Regions from separate parts of the Sus scrofa genome. Here region 2 is linked to region 1. The links are chromatin contacts, called in public Hi-C maps. All regions are on one chromosome and are shown on one strand. Each heading gives the region's core, a stretch centred on a gene start, on an enhancer-like site or on the middle of the called end of the contact. The rest is flanking DNA. Distances are from core to core; before and after follow the strand shown. Region 1 overlaps LOC106509892 (a long non-coding RNA gene). Region 2 has its middle 120 kb from the start of RDH14.

Evidence for each region. Hi-C and Micro-C count contacts between places; a contact is called where the count stands out from the background.
Region 2: a contact with region 1 is called in a Hi-C map of omental adipose tissue, with 1.7 times the contacts expected there. The contact joins two enhancer-like sites. A contact is called at or near these places in 6 of 47 Hi-C or Micro-C datasets (embryonic fibroblasts, fibroblasts, omental adipose tissue and 1 more).

The regions. Positions count from the first base shown.
Region 1 is chr3:119,302,706-119,309,538 of Sscrofa11.1, reverse strand. All of the region lies in intron 3 of LOC106509892 (a long non-coding RNA gene), which reads left to right. Among named protein-coding and RNA genes, the nearest start is that of RDH14, 150 kb to the left of the region's middle. Within about 2 kb of position 2,753, at least 1 of the 83 cell types and tissues checked has an H3K27ac peak or open chromatin away from gene starts, as enhancers often do. A contact at or near this core is called in omental adipose tissue, where this site is marked.
Region 2 is chr3:119,566,947-119,573,779 of Sscrofa11.1, reverse strand. No RefSeq gene overlaps it. Among named protein-coding and RNA genes, the nearest start is that of RDH14, 120 kb to the right of the region's middle. Within about 2 kb of position 3,054, at least 6 of the 83 cell types and tissues checked have an H3K27ac peak or open chromatin away from gene starts, as enhancers often do. A contact at or near this core is called in omental adipose tissue, where this site is marked.

The DNA of each region.
Region 1 (6,833 bases), core at 1,504-4,003:
ATACCCTTTACATCAGGATATAATAGGAAGTTTCCAAATAGGAACACAAAGAGTCAGCTCATGAGTTGCCAGGACCTAGGCTGCATACCCCTCAGACCTCAGGAGCAGTAAATCTGGAAGGAAGGCAGTTCGCCTCCCAATTAGAATGCTAGCATAGGCCCTCTCCCACTACTTTTCTGAGCTTGCCAAAAAACATGGCAAGGATGCTGCCATAGGTTGGGAGCAGAGCCACTGCAAACAGGCAGCCATGTGCCTACCAGTGGCTCTGCTTCTGTGGGATGGAGAAGGTGCAGCTGACCGACTGGCTGGCCTGTCCTATTTCTTGGCTTCAAGAGAGAGCCTTTGCCAAAGCAGGCCTCATGGCTCTCCTGATTGTTTTTCAGAGCCATGAGTAAAAACTGGTTTTTCTGTTCCTAATTTATGCCATGAGAACCTTGACTGCAACTTAATTTGTGAGTTCCAGAATGGTAGAGAAATAGCTACTGAGGTACGCAGTGCTGGCAGAAACCTACAGTCAGAAACTGCAATTCAAAAAACTTTAGAAAAGCGATTTATTGAATGAAGGGTGATCCTAACAAAATCGTTCCCCACCAAGTGCCATAGAAAGAACTCCAGCCATGTCAGGAGCACCGAGATGTTGTGGACATTATCCAGGCTGAGGGGAACAATCTCCAGACCAGCTTTCCCACCTACGGTGCTATCATCATGCATTCGCCCGACACTCCCACATTTCCTTCACAGCCCTCCTGGCCTCCACAAGACTCTGCGTAGCCCTTGGTGTTCTGTCCACAGCAAGGGCAATCCCACCTGACTCCCAGCATTGGTTGATGAAAAGCCAAATGGATGGGAGAGAAGGAGCAGGGTCAGGGGTGTAGACAACACCTGGAGGAGAAGAGAAAACTCCAGAACCTGTGATCAGAGTGATGAGTTGAAGATAGCTCCGCCTCCGAGTGTTTAGCCTGGAAGTGAGTGCGTTGATGGAGAGCTGCATCGAATTTTTATTTGTTTTTTTCTTGAGATGAGCAGTTTGCAAATGTAGAACTCCAGAGAGAATACAAAATGCTGCTATGAAGAGAAGCTACTTGTTGCTCTAAGTGGAATATTTGCCTTTATTAGGAGAGAGATAACAAAAGCAGGATTTTTTCCCCCTAGAATATACACATTTAAATGATGTTGATTATAATAAAATTTCATTCATATCCCACAACATTTCTGTAAAGTGAGCAGGTAAGATGTTAGGTCTGTTTGGAGGAGGATTGGAATGCTCAAGAGCAGACATGTAGAATTAGTAAAACTGGGTTCTCAGTCCCCGTTTCTGAACACAAATCTAATTATTTTTCATTTGAGCTAACTTTTAATTTTATTTACCTGGGTACCTAAGCCCAAGACCTTCTGAAATAAAATATAATAATAAAATTCTTATTTTATTAATACACTTATTTGAGATAACACAAAATACTTCTGTGTGTGTTTGTGTGCGTGCATGCATATATAGGGATCATGTAACATCACATTGTTTTTGGTAAAGTTGTGTATAACCAGGAGGGCCTCTATCATCATTTTTGAGTAAGGAGATACTAAATAGGTTTGTAAATATCTAATCTGCTTGAAAGGAAGTAGAATTTAAAAGACTATCCAATTTCTAAACATTGATCCTTTCAGGTATGTTCTCATTATTTCAGTAAATGGCAATTAAAAGCTAAGGTAAGAATGGTCTCAAATTGTTATCTGTTACCATTAAGAGTAGTTTGCAGAGTTCCCTTGTGCCTCAGCAGGTTAAGGACCCGATGTACTCTTTGTGAGAGGGCAGGTTCAATCCCTGGCCTCGCTCAGTGGGTTAAGGATCCGGCATTGTCATAAGCTGCAGTATAGGTTGCAGATGCATTTTGGATCTGGTGTTGTTGTGGCTGTGGTCTGATTTGATCCCTAGCTTCCCCAAAAAAGAGTAGTTTTTTCTTGAATAACTACTATTAATCAATGATGTTGGTTTTTGCCTCACACTGTAGATGTGTGGCCAAAGCAAATGTTAATAAGTAAATGCAGGCATTTACTGCAAACCTACTGGGTGTGTTTCGGGCAGCATGTTAAACCCTGGAGTTGTAGCAATATTTACTTACCCCTTTCTTTAGTTGCTTTCCATAGCATCGGATTCTAACCTACCAGATGTCTTTCTATACTATCTACTTGTATTAGTCAGGATAGCTTCTGTTATAGTGTGGTAACAAACAGTCCCCACAACTCAACAGCTTATTACAAGGAAGTTTATTTTGTACTCACAGAAAAGTCACTAAAGGTTCATATGATTCTATAAAAGGTGTCTTCTGAACATTACTTCCATGATTCACTGTATTCTAATCTTTGTCATTTCAACATGAGACTTCACATTAGGAATTAGGGAAACAAATGCATTGATATTTCAGGCCTTGTCTTTCTCTTCTAAGTTTTGCATATAAGCAAAACATGTCAATTCTCATAGTCCCTAAGCCATTTTGAATGGCTCCTCTCAACTGTGAAGGCATCTAGGAAGTAAAGTCTACCTTCTATCCAGGAACAAGAAGACAGACTGATATCAATAGCCACTAGTAAGACCTACCACACTATATCGGAATTTGAAAGAATAAAAGAATCGGTATCAAGCACAAACAATAGCATATAGTAAGTACCAAGCGAAGAGCAAGCAGAGCTGGAGCAATTTATAGACTTACATGGGCTGAGGTGGTCAGGGAGGCAGAGCTAAACTGGGCCTTGAACCATAAAGAAGATCTGGAGATGGGAAGGGGAGCTCCTAATTGGCAGGAGGCTCAGAGAAGTTCTCAGAGAAAAGAACACAGCAGGCAAACTTTCCTCACATCCACTCCAGGTAAGTGATTCAGCATGGGCTGAATTTTAATAGTGCTAAGTTTTATAAGCAAAATAAATTGAAAAGTGAAAGTAAGCCAGACTATAGCAAAAACCCTGTGTGGAGCTGTGTCTGTATAAGACTCGAGTATACATAGTTTTACTGGAAAAATCTTGATGTACCATCTGTGCAATATTGATACTTTCCTGAAAACTACTCCCTGTAAGCCAGGGGGAGTGCCAAGGGCCGCATTATCCATCAACCGGTTTGGCCAATACTTAGAGAATCTCAGCTTCCTCTTTAAAAAAATGTTAAGTCAGGTTTATTGGAGCATAAGTTGTACACAGTAAAATTAACCCTTTTTCTGAGTAGAGTGCTATGTTTTTTAATAAATGAATACAGTTGTGTAACCACCAGCATAATGAAGACAGTGAACATATATATCCCCTGAAAAAGTTTCTTTATGTTCCTCTGTGGTCAGTATGCTTTCTCTACACCCAGCCTTCAGCTACCACTGCTCTGCTTTTTGTCCTTATAGTTTTGCTTTTTCTGGAATATTATATAATGGAAACATATAGTCTGTAGCTTTTTAAAACGTGACCTCTTTCATTGAGCATAATGCATTTGTGATACATCCATGTTGTTAACAGGCATCAGTAATTCATTTCATTTTATTGCTGAATAGTGTTTCATTCTATGGATGTTCCAGTTTGTTTATTCATTTACCAGTTGAAGGACATTTGGGTTGTTTCCCATTTGGGACAATTACAAATAAAGTTGCAATAAACTTTTCCCTCTAGATTTTTATATGAACATATATTTTCATTTCTTTTGAGTAGATAACTAGGAGAGGGCTTGCTAGGTCAAACTGTATGTTTAATTTTATAAGAAAATGCCAAACTCATTTCCAAAGTGTCTCAGCTCTCCTCTTAATTCCAGCTGCTCCTTGCTCTCATGATGCACTTGGGAAGTTTTTAAAGGTAATAATGATATTTAATCCTCATATATTTGCAAATTTTACAATTTACAAAGCACTTTCTACCCATTGTTTTATGTGATCCTTGTAGCATCCAGAGTAGGAATAATGCCAAATTTAGATGCATAAGGTCTGAGCTAGGCGATTCCAAACTTAGATACATTGTTTAGCTTTCCAGGCCTCAATTTGATTTGATTAATTTGATTTGAATAATGTGAATGATATCCACAGGGGGAAAGTATGGGAATAGATAATATGAGCTTAGTTTTGCTGTCAATCTTGTGTTTGAATCCATTTTAGGTTTCTCTCTATGGTATCAGCAAGTTACTTTGCCTACCTGAACTTCATGTGAAATGGGAATAATAATAACTACTTCATGGTACCATCTTAATGATTAAATAAGACATATATAAAACACAGAATAGAATGAATGCTCACTGCAGAGTAAGTTCTTCCTAAACAACAGTTATTGTTACTATGGAGAGAGTATGCCTGAAAGTGCTACACAAATTGCAAAGCTTTATATGAAAGTGAGCCATTTAGCAATTAATAAAATTAGAACTCAAGATATCCAATATTACTGCGTTTCTTGGTCATAACACTTCTAATGTGCTTGAATTTTAAGCCTCGAACTCTATCTAGCTCACCATTTGGCCTCTTTAAAATCTTTACAGGGATTGTTAAAATACTATCTCCTGTGAATCCAGACTGCAAGTCTATGTCATCATGCCCTGTATTGTCTTTGCTCTCTGGCTTCAGAATGCATTTATTAAGGTAGTTTTATGACCATGGAGGAAGAGAATTCATTCTTATGGCCACAAGGCATCTAGATGTCGAGGGACCCCTTGGCCTACAGCATTTGGGGGTCCATTATTGGAGCCCTGTCCTTCAGGATGTTGGGGCTGCTCTTGATGCTGCAAGGCCCCGAAGAGAGTGTGGCATTGTAGTTATCAGGGTCACCTGGAGGACCCTTATGGAGTTGAATTGAGGCAGGTTTTATGAGATACACAGACTATTTATTTTATTTCCTAAATGTGTGTACACATCCTTGCTCAGGTGCCACACAGACCTGTTGGGCTGGTTGTTACATGGTTAGTTAAAATAATTTGGGGACATGTTGTGCACATCGTTATTTGATTATGAATAGCTCCATTTATTTGTTTTAACTTTTCATCTTGAAATAACTTCATTAAAGAAAATGTGCTAAAATAGTACTAAAAACTTCCACATACTGTTTACCAAGATTCACCTATTGCTAAGATTTTGCTACATTTGTTTTACCACAATCTCTCTCTCTCTCTCTTTCCATATATGTGTATGTGTGTTGTGGTATGTGCATACGTGTGCATATTTTGTAATTTTTTTAACAATTTGGGAATCATTTGCATTCATCATGCTCCATAACCTCTTAAGACTTTTGTATGTAATTTTTAAGAAAAAGGATACTCTCATATGTAAAAACTGCATAGTTATCACATTTAAGAAATGTACCACTGGTACAAAATTTTTATTAAACATGTGTAGAATATTCTGGTTTTATCAGTTGTCACAATCATGCCCTTAATAGCATTTTCCCCTGCATTTATAGGGTTTAGTATAGGGTCACCTATTACATTTGTCTGTCGTGTCTATTAGTTTCCTTTAATTTGTAAGTTTCTCAGCTTTGATACATCTTTCACGTGATTAACATTTTTAAAGACTATAGAATAATTATTTTGTAGAATGGTCCTCAGTAAGGGTTTATTTGATATTTCCTCATGATTATATTCTGATTATGCATCCCTGCTGGGAATAATACAAAAGTGAGGTTGTGTCCTTGTCAGAATATCACCTCCAGAAGGCTACCATGTTTATTTGCTCTCATTGTTGATGCTAATTTTGATCACTGGTCAAGTGGTTGTTCAGCTTCTGTCCTTACAGTTATGATGCACCCCTTGCAATGAATAAGCTTTCTTTCCTAGATTTAGTATTTATGTATGATTCTTGTCCCAACTAATATCTGCTGCGGTGATTATTACCACTTCCTTCACATGGATCAGTTGGCATGGTATTAAAAGGAAAACTCCACTTTCTTACTTATCTATTCTCTATCATCTGTCTTATCATCTAAGTATATATTCATGAATTCATATTTTAATCAGTGGGTTTTAATCCATTACCTTCCTCATTTATTTTGATGTCAGGAGAAGCTGCGTCAAGTTGGCTCTTGTGTCTTTTTGCCATTCTTTCTGTGTCCTTTTGAGAAATCCATTACTTTCTGGTAAATAAGATATTCCATGTTTATCTTGTACTTTTACCAATCCACCTTGGAATCAGCAATTTCTCTAGCAATCTTTTTTCCTTTTACCAAGGAATGGGTGCTAAGTGTGTCCATTGCTCCTGGAGTGTCACTGCTTCTAAGCACTTTCAAAAGACAGAGCTGGGCAGGGGGCAGGGGTGGGGGAGGAAACTGTGTGTATATCTTTAGAAATCACCACTTCATACCAGTACTTTCAAATTCCAGTCCACCCCCACATGATTCTTCCTTGCTGTCCATCTTTCTGTATTTCCACCTTCCTTCTTCCACAGTGTGAACCTTGACTCCCAATTGTACGAACATGCTTACAATTCCGAATTCTAAAATACATAAAAAATTACTTTTAGAATTGCTAAAACCCAAAATAATATGGAAAAAAGACTAGTCAGAAGAGTTCAAGATGTGTTTGCAGTTCCTTTTCCTTCAGACTGAAGTTGTATATTTATAGACATATATTCTACAGTCATTGACAGTAGTTCTAATTTTTCCTTCAGTATGATTATTTTATTCATTTTAAATAGTAGACTTGCTTCTTTTTGCATTTATCTTGACTTTTTTCCACCATCTTCATTAATTTTATTTTTTTAATGTATAAAAGATAACTATACTTTCAAAAGTTCAAACACTACAAAATTCTGTAATCAGGCGTTCCCTTTGTGGTGCAGCAGAAATGAATCTGACTAGGAACCATGAGGTTGTGGGTTCGATCCCTGGCCTCGCTC
Region 2 (6,833 bases), core at 1,805-4,304, 260 kb before region 1:
GAGTGGTAATTAAGATACTTTGCAGAACACTTTGTTAGTTACAGTACTTACCTGGCATCGTAGTTACAGTACTTACCTGGCATCGTTCTGGCACCATTTCACCACATCCGCGCCCACAGAGGATCTGGCAGACAGGGAATTATTAGGCATCCAGAGACATCTAATTGTAGAAGTACCGACCAAAAGCAACAATTAGGACAAGTAGGATTTAGTCAAATCGAAAACTATACACAGATACAACTTAACATGGATCTTACTTTCACTAGGTTTTTTTAAAAAATCATATTCTTTCTTAAAAATATTATATCATAAAAGGAAATATATAACTTACGGCAACACATTTTGAAATTTGGGGAAAATAAATAAAAATCGCTCATATTTCCACCAACCTGGATCATTATTATTAATATTTATTTTAATTTTCTTAATAGTAATCATTCATATTTGAAGCATTATTATTGTGATTACTGTTCTATGCACATATCTTAAAAACAAAAATAGGAGTTCCCATGGCTGCTCAGAGCTAACAAACCTGACTAGTATCCATGAGGTCATGGGTTCGAACCCTGGCCTCCCTTACTGGGTTAAGGATCCAGTGTTGCTGTGAACTGTGGTGTAGGTCATAGATGTGGCTTGGATCTGGCATTGCAGTGTCTATGGTATAGGCCAGCAGCTGCAGCTCCAATCGGACCCCTAGCCCGAGAACCTCCATATGCTGCGAGTACAGCCCTCAAAACACCAGGGGGGAGAAAAAAAAAAAAGTGGAAGCAAACAGAATAGGCTGTTCCGATCTTTTTCTTTTTTTCCTCTAAACAGCATATGAACAATACATACATAATAAGCACTATTATCACAATATCTATTATAGTCACTATTTAAATTTATCATATGAATGTACCATATGATATACTCCTATGGTTAGCCGTGTAACTTGTTTCCACCTTTTATCTATTCCAATTAATCCTGCAGTGATAACCACCATTCTAGTGGATATATTATAGAACAACCTGTGATTGTATCCTAAAGACAACTTTTTGGGTGCCTTTTTTTAGGGCCCCACCCCTATGGAAGTTCCCAGGCTAGAGGTCAAATCGGAGGTACAGCTGTAGGCCTACATCACAGCAAGGCCAGATCCGAGACATGTCTGCGACCTGCATCACAGCTCATGGCAACACCAGATCCTCAACCCACTGACTGAGGCCAGGGATTGAACCCTCATCCTCATGGATACCAGTCAGGGTCATTACCACTGAGCCACAGTGGGAACTCCGAATGAAAGCACATTTCTAAAGCTTGTAATGAACACTCAAAAATTGTGCTTTAGAAATGCTGCTTTGCAAAAGCCTACAAGATGATCAATTTTCTTTTCTTTTTCTTTCTTTCTTTTTAGGGCTACACCTGCAGCATATGGAAGTTCCCAGGCTAGGGGTTGAATTGGGAGTGTAGCTGCGACTTACGCCACAGCCATGGTGACAGAGGATCTGAGCCATACTTGCAACCTACACTGCAGCTTGCAGCAAGACTGGATCCTTAACCCATTTAGCGAGGATGGGGATCCAACCTGCATCCTCATGGATACTAGTTGGGTTCTTAACCTCCCGATCCACAACAAAAACTCCTTGAGAGGATCTATTTTCTAGACCCTCACCAGCACAACACAGCATCATTTAGAAACAACCATTTCAAATTTGATAGACAAATATAATATTGCTTGACTTTAATTTGCATTTTTGATCATTTGGGAATTTATGCATGGTTCTCTGAAATTTAATATGCGCATTTTGTGTATGTGTTCATGTCCTCTGCCTGTTTTCCTATTGCTAACTTTTCTCCTATTGAAACCTTCTAAGTAACTGCAGAGAAACAGTCTTCAGGTTGTTGTGAGCATTCGGTGTCCTACATAATGTGGGTATTGGGGCATCCATACCTTCTGGTTTCTTTCCTGTGGAGATTCTGCCCTGAACCTCCTCAACTTCTCTGCAATTGTCCTCTGGCTTGTGCCTTGAGTTAATTCTGGGATTGAGAAAGAGAAGGTAGAAAGTTCTGGATTTACCTCAAGGCTAAGTACCCATGAAGGGAGTGTTAGGAAATGAGACCTGAAAGTAAACTTGTGTTAAATCATAAAGACGTTGAAAGCGGAGGATTTTAGACTCTTCTCGGTCAGCAATAGGGAGCCTCCCATTGAGTTTTGAGTGGGAGAAAGACGCGAGGAAATGATGTGATTCAGAGTGTATCCAGCAGGTGGCACAATTGTAACATGTCTTCTGCCTGAGAGGGTCTCCTAGGCATTTCGGCTTTTGTAGGTAAAGTCCACGTGTGAAAAGGTACCTTTACGGAAACCTTCAGACTGGAATGATCTAGATCACTCTAGTGGACTGCAGTGGGATGGATTTTGCTAACAACTGAAAGAACTCTTAAACAGCATCTCTGTCCCTTTTTATAATATTCATGCTTTCTCCAAAAGCCTGTTTTTTGTTCACGTGTATCCAGTGCCTGTTGAGACCCAGTTCAGTGCCTTCCCGTACATTAGGCTGTTTCTTCAAATACCAAATGCTGTTTCTGACAAATTATTTTTCAGTTATTTAATGAAGGCTAGAGTAGTAACTTTCAGTTCTGAAAAGTTGGGAAAATATCAGGGCAGACGGAGCGCTGTACCCTGAACAATTCACTAAATTGTGGTCCGTTTTTTCATTCTTACCAGATACATAGCAGCCAGTCCAAATGATTAGATATTTGTTTTCTTCCAAGAAATTCTTCGTATCAGTTAAATGGTAATGAGAGAATACTGGGTATCGAGATCTATGAGAAAATTCAAGAATTCCTCCATTATTCTAAGCGCGATTTTAAGATTTGTATCATCTTTTGTCATTTGGTTCGACCTATTTGAAACATCTCTGCTTACATTTAAAGAAAAAAAAAAGATTCAGTACAAACTATTCAAGTCCAAATGTTTTTCCCTGAAACCTCAGTGGATCCCCTCTGAATGACAGCGAGGCACATGTTTGTAGTTGGGAATCTGGCAGCAAGGAGCGTGAGTGCTGATGGTCAGGATGTTCTGGTTCAGAAGTTAGAAAATAAATAATTCCTGAGAGGAAGGATTCTTCGGCTCTGGGCAGCTGATACGGCAATAAAATAAATAGGCAGTAAAAGACACTTCCTGTTTTGAGAGTTCACATTTCATATTGGCAAAGCGCATCTCTTAAATTCAATCTCATGCTTCCATAAATAAACCTGGCACCTTTTTAAACACTTTTCCATCTGCTGCAGAATGAGGAGTGCATTATTGAATACACCTCAGGGAGTCCCAGAAATGGGAAAAGACTACTTGTGAGGAACACACCATTGCAGTTGGCCTTGGCCCAGAGGAGCCATCAGGAGATTGTTTGAGTTCAAACCATTGTAACAAGACCCTGATGGTGTTTCCCCACCGCCTTCGGTTCTATGCGAGGCTGTCATGGCTGGAGCTTCAAACCAGGAGGAGCCAGAAATGGTCTTTCGGTTGAGTCAGGGTTAGACAGGTTGGCAGGATTCTTTGCTAAAACACCTGGGGTAGTTCTCATCCAGCTCCTGACACCTTCTTCAACATATTAATCCAGTTTCCCAGAATGGATAGAAAAGTCTGTCTACCTGCACTAGAACCCAGAAGAAAAGGTCTGATTCCAGACAGTAGAAAATCCGGGGTCTCCTTGGGTTGGCAGCAGTCAACTCTGAGCTCATCTCTATGGTCGGGAAAGCATGGGATAGGATCACACCTTCATCATACTAGAGAACCAGTATCAGAGAAATGATTCAAGTCTCTATTTTGCTGTTAACTTTGTGATCTTCGACAGGTAGGGAGATCATTGTAGCCTCAGAGCCTTGTGATAAAGTGAAGTAAAACCCATGAAATCAATTAGCACAGGGCCTTGTTCTTGGGCATGACATTATCTTATGTAGCCCCACAAAAGGAAATCAAAAACTCTGAAAATTATGACTGTGAGGCTTCCCCCATGGCACAGTGCACTAAAATCTCAGAGATTTTAAACTACAGGGGGAAATGTGCTTTTCAAACCAATGAAGGGAGTTCATGGCTCAGCAGTAACGAAACTGACTAGTAGCCAGGAGGATGCGGGTTCAATCGCTGGCCTGCTCAGTGGGTTAAGAATCCGGAATTGCCGTGAGCTGTGGTGTAGATCATAGATGCAACTCGGATCTGGCATTGCTGTGGCTGTGGTGTAGGCTGGCAGCTGCAGCTCTGATTCAGCCTCTAGCCTGGGAATTTCCATATGCTTCAGGAATGGCCCTAAAAAGCTAAAATAAAATAAAATAAAATAAAATAAAATAAATAAAATAAAATAGTAAAGCCAGTGAAAACTGGTAAGAAATTTGCCCAACCTCACACAGTGGCAGAATTAGAATTTTGATGCAGGGACCCTAGGAGACTCTGTCTTTCTCTCAGTCAAGGCACAGGAGCATCTGTCAGCCACTCTCCATGCCCAATGCCATGTTCGGGGCATTTCTGTCCTCCTCTGGCCACCCTGATTTACTGCTTCAGGACCTTATCTTCCTGCAACTTGTTGAATAGTTCACCCCACAGAGCTCCAGCTCAGAGCCTGAAGAGAGAAAGACAAACAGACTCAAGGATGGTTCCAGGGTGCCAGTGGCTGGCATTTCAGAGATAATTGAAGGCAAAAGCTGCCAAGGGCCTGATTGGTGCTGACTGGGGCCCTGAAGAGACAGCTTGTGCTCAACAGTGATTTACTATTGCATTATCGTTGGTACCGGCTTGCAGGCCTGCAATTAGATTGGACTGTGGTTGGAGTTGCTTTCAGGACTATCAGATCCCCTTAACCTTTAGCTGACACAGGCCTGTCTTTCTCCTTGAATATCTGGAGCTAAGTGCTCTGTAATTCAACTTGACTCTTTCTCTTCCATCTCAGCTCAAGGTTATTGACTTCTTTTCTTCGATGGCCTAAGTTGTCTCATTGCTTCTGATAAAATGGCACAGAAAGAATTAGACCTTGAACTGTGGGTTCAAAATAAGATGTCTTAAGGGAAAGAAAGTGAGGGCTAGATTACTACAAAATGCTGTTATTACAGAAACTAAAGAAGTGGTACACTTGCATTTTACCTAACTTTGACAAGTTCTTACTAAAAACGAAAGGTGAGGAGCTCCTTTGGTGGCTCAGCAGTAACCAACCGGACTATTACCCATGAGGATAAGGCTTCGATCCCTGGTCTTGCTCATTGGGTTAAGGATCCCAGCATTACTGTGCGCTGTGGTGGAGGCCTGCAGCTGCAGCTCTGATTCGATCCCTAGCCTGGGAACTTCCATATGCTGCAGATGTGGCCCTAAAATCCAAAAAAAGAAAAAAAGAAAGGTGAGCATGAAAGATGCTGCCTTTCCGAGAAACTGTGACTAGATTCAAGCTAACTTCCTATTCTGCCATTGGCCAGCACTATGGCTTTGGAAAGTCAGCTCTCCTGGCTGAGCCTCTGCTTCCCCATCTATTATTCAAGGAGTGGAACTGGATCCTCCTCCTCATTCCTCGCTGCCCTGATTCTCAGACATTTCTCATCTTACTGGGTTGGCCACCACCACTGTTGATTGCGTTTTTGTCTCTGCCCTCAAACCCCCCAAAACCCTGGGAATCACAACATTTTCAAATCTTTCACGGTATCATTGGAATCTGGAAGCAGCCCAGGGTCTTTTCGCAGGCAATGTGCCCTCACATTTGCTTCAGGAAACCTAATCACTGGGCTTTGTCCAGATGGCCATAGGATGATTTTCCATCTATGTTTCTTACGGCCTTGAGAAGCATCCTGATCTAGCAGCATGACAGCAAGAACTCCTAGCCAGAGCTCTCCAGACAGGCTGGGCTCCTGGGGCAGTGGAACATCTTCCTAGCGTCTTCATGCAAAGCTAGACTCTGTGCCCAGCACTTGCCTCTCCTCTGGGATCTCTCTGCACCTTTGTACACGATTCTACGCCAGCATGTGAGGTCATTTATTTGCACGTTTTTTTCCCCCAAGAGGCTGTCTGCTGTTTTCAGGTCCAAATGGAGATTGACGTGTCTGTATCAACAGAATCTGACACAGTAGACACAGTGCCTGGCCTTTGTCACACAGGAACTCAGTGAGGGGTTGAACATGAGATTTGCTCTGTGGGCAAGGAGCTCCCTTAGGACAGGAATCATGGGGCCATCAATGGGATAGAAGGGAGGGGATCTTGGAAGAGCTCCCAGCCTACTCTCTACCTTTCTCTTACCTGCTCTTGGAGGCTAGTGTGTGTGTGCCAATTTGACCATGAGGTCTACTGGCATTGTTGTCTCTAGGAGTCTCTGAGTCCATGTCGTGCTCTCCTCTAGAATTCGTTATAGGCCGTGGTGTTTATGCTGCTGCTCAGTATTTGCTTTTTTTTTTTTTTTAACTAAGTATTGACATCATGCTTCCTAAGCAGGAATTATCGCTCTCTTTGAGAAGTTGCAGCAATGGTTCTTTTATTACAGCCCTTGGATCCCCCTTTATTTCTCTTCAATTTGCTTCTGAAACGACACTCTGATGGTCCCATCTCCCTCTCTGACCTCTGAGCTTGCCTTTGTTTCGTTTTTTTCCCTTAGATTTTCTCTGAGGATAAGGAATCACCTTATTATTATTTATCATAATTTTCTTTAGAAGATCTTTTGTGATTAATTCAGTTATTTCAATATTTGAGTCATCTTGGCAATTTCATCGTTTATCCATGTTGTTAAGTTCTTCTGATTTATTACCAGGCTTCATCAGGCACATTTTCCCTTGTTCCCCACCTCAGTAGATTAATCCAAACTCATCTGCAAAGCTTATTCCAAGAAGCC